2 separate regions of the Sus scrofa genome follow, and region 2 is linked to region 1. Evidence: chromatin contacts called from public Hi-C data. All regions are on one chromosome and are shown on one strand. The core of a region is the stretch at or near the end of the contact, and the rest is flanking DNA. Distances in the headings are between cores, read along the strand shown. Region 1 holds the start of LOC102160985 (trehalase-like). Region 2 holds the start of UPK2 (uroplakin 2).

Region 1 (2,954 bases), core at 146-2,645:
CAGGCTGCCCTTGACTCTCGGTCCCAGCCCCAACCATGTACATCTTTCAGGCAACTGAAGGTTGAAAAAAAAAGTTGTTTTTGATCTACAGGTGGCTGTGGTTTGAGCAGGGCCGGGGGAGGGGACTGTGAGGCTCCCTTGTCTTGCTCTAGGCCCTGCCTTGAGAGGAGAGGGTAGCGAGAGGAGGAGAGCCCTCTCTCCTGCCCCAGCCTGGCTGGTGGCCAAGCTGCAAAGAAGCAGGCTCCACAGTGGTCTGACCTCTGGGAGTCCTCCCCAGGGGGCTCCTCCACTGCCTCTGCAGACAGAGCTGTTCACATCTCCCCTGCTGGGGCTCCGCCCCAACTCCTGGTGGGGTCCTGCCTGCTTCCTTGGCCCCCTAGGGTGTCTCCTGCCCCAGCGATGGCCCAGAGCCAGGGCTGGACCTCCAAGAAAGGGGTGATGCACAACAGGGCATCTAGCCAGTGCCACGCTGCCCCCAGAGCATAGTTGGGACCCCTTTCCTGGGAACACAGGCCCCCAGGCCCTCAGTATCACCATCACCAGGGGAGTCTGGCCACTCAAACCAGAGTGAACACACAAGAGACTGAAGGGCTGGCCAGGCACGGCCTCACCTGGGTCCCCCATAGGGGACATGATAGCGGTTCAGGACGTAGCTCTTTCCCCCAGAGCTCACAGAGATGCTCCTGTTCTTGGTCCAAAAGTCCAACTCCAAGGCCAGGGTCTCCAGGTTGTCCCTGGGGTGGAGCCAGGCACCAGCTCAGCCCCCGCCCCGCCCCGCCCCAGGGAGCCTCAGGAAGGGGGGCGAGGGCAGCAGGGGGCGGGGTGGCCACCGGAGGAAGGCGGTGTCATTGGCCTGAGTCACGTAGCGCTCCATCATGAGGCTCAGGAGCGGGGGCTGGCTCCGCTGCAGGTAGTACACGCGGGCCCCGTTGGGGACGTGTCCGTACCTGCCGAGAACAGGGCCGCTGACACCCCTGCCCCCACTGCAACCACCCCCCGCCCCGAGCCCAGGCAGATCCCGGCCCAAGCCCAGGGCCCTGCCCCTCCTGCACCCCGGCTGAGATGCCCGGGCCTCTTACGTCTGCACCAAGTCCAGGAAGTTCTGCAGCATGCCCTTCACCGTCCCTGGCATCTCGGACAGGAGCAGACCCTCCATCACCCAGTAGGAGTCCCTGGGGGAAGGACAGCTCAGGATCCCCCACCCCGCCTGGGACGCCCCGCTGGCCCCAGCCCCCCGACCCCCGCAGCTCTTGGCCGCTCACCAGTAATAGAACTCGACAAAGCGTCCTCCTGGCACGATGAACGGGTGACCCGAGTAGATGAGAGAGGACCGCTCGGGGTGGCTGAGGACCTCTGGCTTCACCTGGAGTCAAGAGAGAGGGTGCGGGGAGCCCAGGGCCAAGTGGAGGGGAGGCGGGAGGAGGCCGCGGGGGAGGCCCTGGCAGCTGTGGGTTCTGGCTCTGGGGCAGCTCTGCCGTGTGGCCTCGGTCAAGGCCAGGGCCGTGGGGAGCGTGGTCTGCTCGTGTCCCCGGCTGGCCTCTGGAGCCCCAGCAAGAGCACGAAGGTGTGCAGGAGCCACCACCGCCCAGCCTGACACCCCAGGTGCTCACCCCGCAGTGGCCATTATTAGGACCCAGCTGGGGGACCATTTTCCTGGCTCCCTGTGCCCCCGTGTCTCTGCTGCCACCATCAGGGCCCCAGGATATCTGGCCGGGGTGTGGCTGAGCCCCAGCACCTTTCCCCAGTGAGGCAGATGTGGTGAATGGGCTGAGGGAGAGCAGGCAGGCCCCGAGGGGGTGGCTGTGTCCACATCAGGTGTGTTCTCGCTTCATCCCCTCCCAGTTCTATGCCAGTGAGGTGGGTTTAGTGGGGAGCAGGTCAGCCTGTCCGTGATTTGAAGGGGAATCAAGGGGCTTGAGATCGTTCCCACTGGGTGAGGGGCTGGGTGAGGATGTGGCCCAGGTTGGCCCAGGAGCCTGGAGCACTGCTCCATGCCAGCTGGTGCCAGGGCCCTGGGGGCCAGGCCAGAGGTCGGGTGCTGTATAGCCTTGGGCAAGCCGCTGCCCTCTCTGAGCCTCGGAGGAAGGAGAGAAAGTGTGTACCAGACTGTGCTGAGCCCAGGGATGGACCCCGATCGGCAGTGGCAGAGGCCTGGCCCGAGGAGCTCGTGGAAGAGGGAACCCAGCCAGCAGGGGAGCGAGGGAGTGAACACAGTCAGCCACGTGGTGTAAAGGGCTGGGCCGGGCAGCCTGGGGGTGGAGGACAGGCTAGGTTTGCCTGGGGGAGGACAGGGGGGGCTCCAGGGAGGAGGGGAGGAGTTAGAAGTAGATGCTGCCCTGCTCCCTCCAAAATTCCTTCTAGAGAGTTTCTGTAGGGCCCAAGACTGGGGGCTCTGGTTACTTCTCTAAACCCACTGCCACCCAGAAAAATGACTCTCAAGCTATGAAGTGCTGAAATTTGTGTGGCCAATCCAGATATGAAGTCCGGGATCCTCTGGGCCCAGCTATGAGTGGCCACCCTGAAGCCTGTTCTGTGAGATGAAGAGAAAGGTGGCTGATTCAAGCACCACTTTGAACATATAAAGACCTGGGAGTTTTATCTATTTACCAACTCTTCTCTGGGCTGGCTTCTTCTCTAACCCAGGCGACGTGGACAAGGCTCTGAAATACCTGGAGGTGAGGGGGCAGCTAGGCAGGTGGCTACACTGGAGGCAGGACCACCAGCTCTATCCCTGACTTTGTCCCGTGACCTCTGGCAAGTGGCAGCCACTCCCTCCTCTGCCCTGGGTCTTACCCTGCGGGTCCCACTGCAGCCACCAGGGGGCGGCTGCGAGCCAAGAAGAGAAGGCCCAGGAAAGGAACATCTGGCTTCAGCAGGGCCCAGCCTCGCTCGCGGCTCCCTGTCCAGTCCCCCCACCTACACAGTAAGGTCTGCAACCTTCTAGGACAGCCAGA
Region 2 (2,954 bases), core at 240-2,739, 220 kb before region 1:
ATGCCAGGGGTTTGGTGTGAGAATAGAGGTACACAAAGGTGCTAGGGGAGCACGGGGAGGGGCAGCTGCGGGGGTGGGAGGGCCCAGGGGAGGCTCTGGGGTCCTGAGATGTTACTTACGAGGAAGCGTGGACATTGGGATCTCTCTACTGGACTCCGTGGATGCCCCCTTTGTCACTAGGTAGGAGATGCTTTGTGGTGAGGTTTGGGAGAGAGAGAAGAGAATCCTCAGTGAGTCTGTGGGACAGAGGGTAAGAGGGAGCCCCGGCTTCCTCCTCCACAGTTGTGCCTCCTGGGGTGCCCAAGAGAGGCCCATTCTTGAACCCTTTAGCTGCCCTCGCTCTCCCCCCATGCTGACCACATCCCACCACCACCACAAAAGTCAGGCCCAGCTTCTCCTCCTGTCACCCCTCCCCTAGGTTCCCCAGGTCTGGATCTGGTACTTACTAGTATTTGGTTCCTGGCACAAGGTTGGTCACCTGGTATGCACTGAGCCGGGTGACTGTGAAGCCAGACCCACTGTCCACTACACTCACCAGCTCCCTGCGTCCACGGCATGGAGGCACCATGAAGCTAGATTTCACCACTAGGAATCAGGGATGGGTGGGAGGAGGGGGGGAGCAAAAGGCAAGGTCAAGTTTCTGGAGGCAGAGAGACCAGCAGTATTTAGTATGGACGGTCCAAGAAGGGGGTGGATAGAGAAGGAAGGGGATGCTGGGAGTGTCCCGGGAAGGGATCTCTGGGGACTAGGGAATGCCTGGGAGGGGGTAGCAGACCTTTGCTGTCGTTGGCTCTCCGGACCATCAGTGTGGCGTTACCCCCTGTGAGGTGACAGGGGGGCAAGGCAACTAGCAGGCTCTCAGTTAACGCAGGGGACAGCAGACCAGAGAGGCTTGAGATGTTGAAGTTGGCTGGAGGGACAGGAGGGAGTTCAGGGGAGAATCCATCCCCCTCTCGCCCTCAGATCTACCCCTCTCTGCCCGCCCATGCCCTGGAGGGGGACCTTTGTAAGGCTGAAGCCTCTATTCCACTCTGCAGTCCATTAGCAGAACCCAAGTCTTTGCCCTTCTGACCACCAGGTGGCAGGCTTGGGCTGCAGAAGCTGGGTGCTCCACCAAGATGCCAGACCCTGGGTGCCAGGAGGGGGCAGGGCCCAACCCCACCCCTATCCAAAGCTTTGGATCCTTCCCCACACCTCCCTGCCCCATGGGTCGGGAAGGGGACCAAGAGTGTGCCCTGGGCCCAGTGACTGATGCCTGGTCACTGCCCTCATCAGTCCCCGACCACCAACTGACTAGTCGGCCAGCTTTGAGAGCCCTGAGGCAGAGTGCCTCCCCTCCAGACCCCCGAGCCCCTCCCCACCCTGGCAAGAGATGGTGGAGACCTGAAGCCCCAGGAGCCAGGACAGCCAGCAGAATCAGGATCAAGGGCAAGGTCCGGACAGGCAATGGGGATGCCATAGCTGGGCTGGTGCTGGGCTGGGTGCTGGCAAGCTGTGGTTTCCTGAGGCAAGTGAGGCCCTGTCCTGGGGCTCTGGTTTTGTCCTGGGGGTAGGAGGGGCCAGAGGGGAATCCTGTTCAACCTGCCCCTTGGGCCCTACAGCCTCAGGGGAGGCCCCCAGACAGGTTTTTCAGGATGGGGAGCTGGCCCTCAGGCCAGAAGGCAGGAGACCTTGGCTGGGTCTTGGTGGCTCAGGCAGCTGCAGAGGGGCAGGGTGACTAAAGCGGGGGGTGGAAAACCCCCTTCTTCCGGGACACCCACATGTAAGGGCTCGTGTGTTCCTGCTTACAAGTGTATCTGGGGCCCAACCCCTAGACGACCCCTTCTCCCACGTGGTAGTGGGTGTTCCCAGGAGGGAAGCAGGTTCTGAGGTTGCACTGGTGTACAGAGAGAGGAGAGTAACCCCAGGGGGCCTGGACTGGGCAGGAATGGGAGAGAAACTGGTAGTAGGGGGTGGGGGCAGCAGAGCCGGGGGAGCCAGTTCTTGGTGTCTCCTGAAGGCCAGGTCCTGCACTCTGGGAGATGCAGAGGGGTGTGAGTCCCAGGGGCCACAGGGCTTCCCATCCTCCTGGAGAGTGGAGCCAATTGATGCTGGGCAGGATTCCAGAGAGACCCAAGGGGTGGGCACTGGCCCAGTCTGGGGGGCTGGGGGGTGGGCACGATCAGCCTTGGTCAGCAACCTTTGTTGAACTGTTTGAGACTAAAGAAGAGAAAGAGGAGTTATCATCATGGCTCAGCGGTTAACGAACCCAACTAGCATCCATGAGGACGTGGGCTCGATCCCTGGCCTTGCTCAGTGGGTTAAGGATCTGGTGTTGCCGTGAGCTGTGGTGTAGGTTGCAGACGTGGCTCAGATCCCACATTGCTGTGGCTGTGGCGTAGGCCCGGGGCTACAGCTCCCATTGGACCCCTACCTGGGAACTTCCGTATGCCATAGGCACGGCCCTAAAAATACAACAGACAGGAAAAAAAAAAAAAAAAAAAAGAATAAAGACGAGAAAGAAACCCACTGGGAGAAAATGAAAAAGAGACACAATTTCTCTGATGGCACAGAGGCTTTGCCTGCTCCACCCTCACAGCCATTCTGGGTGGCAGATAGCATTGGCCACCTTTTGTGGATGTGGAAACTGAGACTCAGAGAGGTAGAGCCACTTGTGGTGAGTGGACTACTTGGTCAGGAGAGGTCGTAGACCTCCACAGAGGGGGTCCTCTTTGTCCTTCTCCAGTCCCAGAGGAGGGCCAGGGTCCTGGTAGGGAAGTGAGGGGCTGGTGGGCTTGTGTCCTTTCCCCCATGGTGGGAAGGGTAGGCTCAAAGCCTGGGGTATGAGCACGAGGTGACAATAAAGGTAGAACTCATGGGCCCAAGCAGAGAGGAGGAGGGTCTCAGGTCAGCGCTTCTCCAAATTTAATGTGCGTATGAATCATGAGGGATCTTGTTAAGATGCAGTTTCTGAT

The links. Hi-C and Micro-C count contacts between places; a contact is called where the count stands out from the background.
Region 2: a Hi-C map of epiblast stem cells shows a contact between it and region 1, with 2.8 times the contacts expected there. The contact joins the promoter of UPK2 here to the promoter of LOC102160985 in region 1. A contact is called at or near these places in 2 of 5 promoter capture datasets (fetal skeletal muscle and liver) and 18 of 47 Hi-C or Micro-C datasets (alveolar macrophages, embryonic fibroblasts, epiblast stem cells and 9 more).

What each region holds. Positions count from the first base shown.
Region 1 is chr9:45,980,690-45,983,643 of Sscrofa11.1, reverse strand. LOC102160985 (trehalase-like) reads right to left here and starts at 1,395. Exons shown (of 4, transcript XM_021062946.1): 1 at 1,263-1,395; 2 at 1,080-1,172; 3 at 831-947; 4 at 1-734. The coding sequence starts at 1,156. The coding sequence ends at 608.
Region 2 is chr9:46,199,047-46,202,000 of Sscrofa11.1, reverse strand. It overlaps UPK2 (uroplakin 2), which reads right to left and starts at 1,489. Exons shown (of 5, transcript NM_214012.1): 1 at 1,384-1,489; 2 at 776-907; 3 at 447-585; 4 at 120-190. The coding sequence starts at 1,459.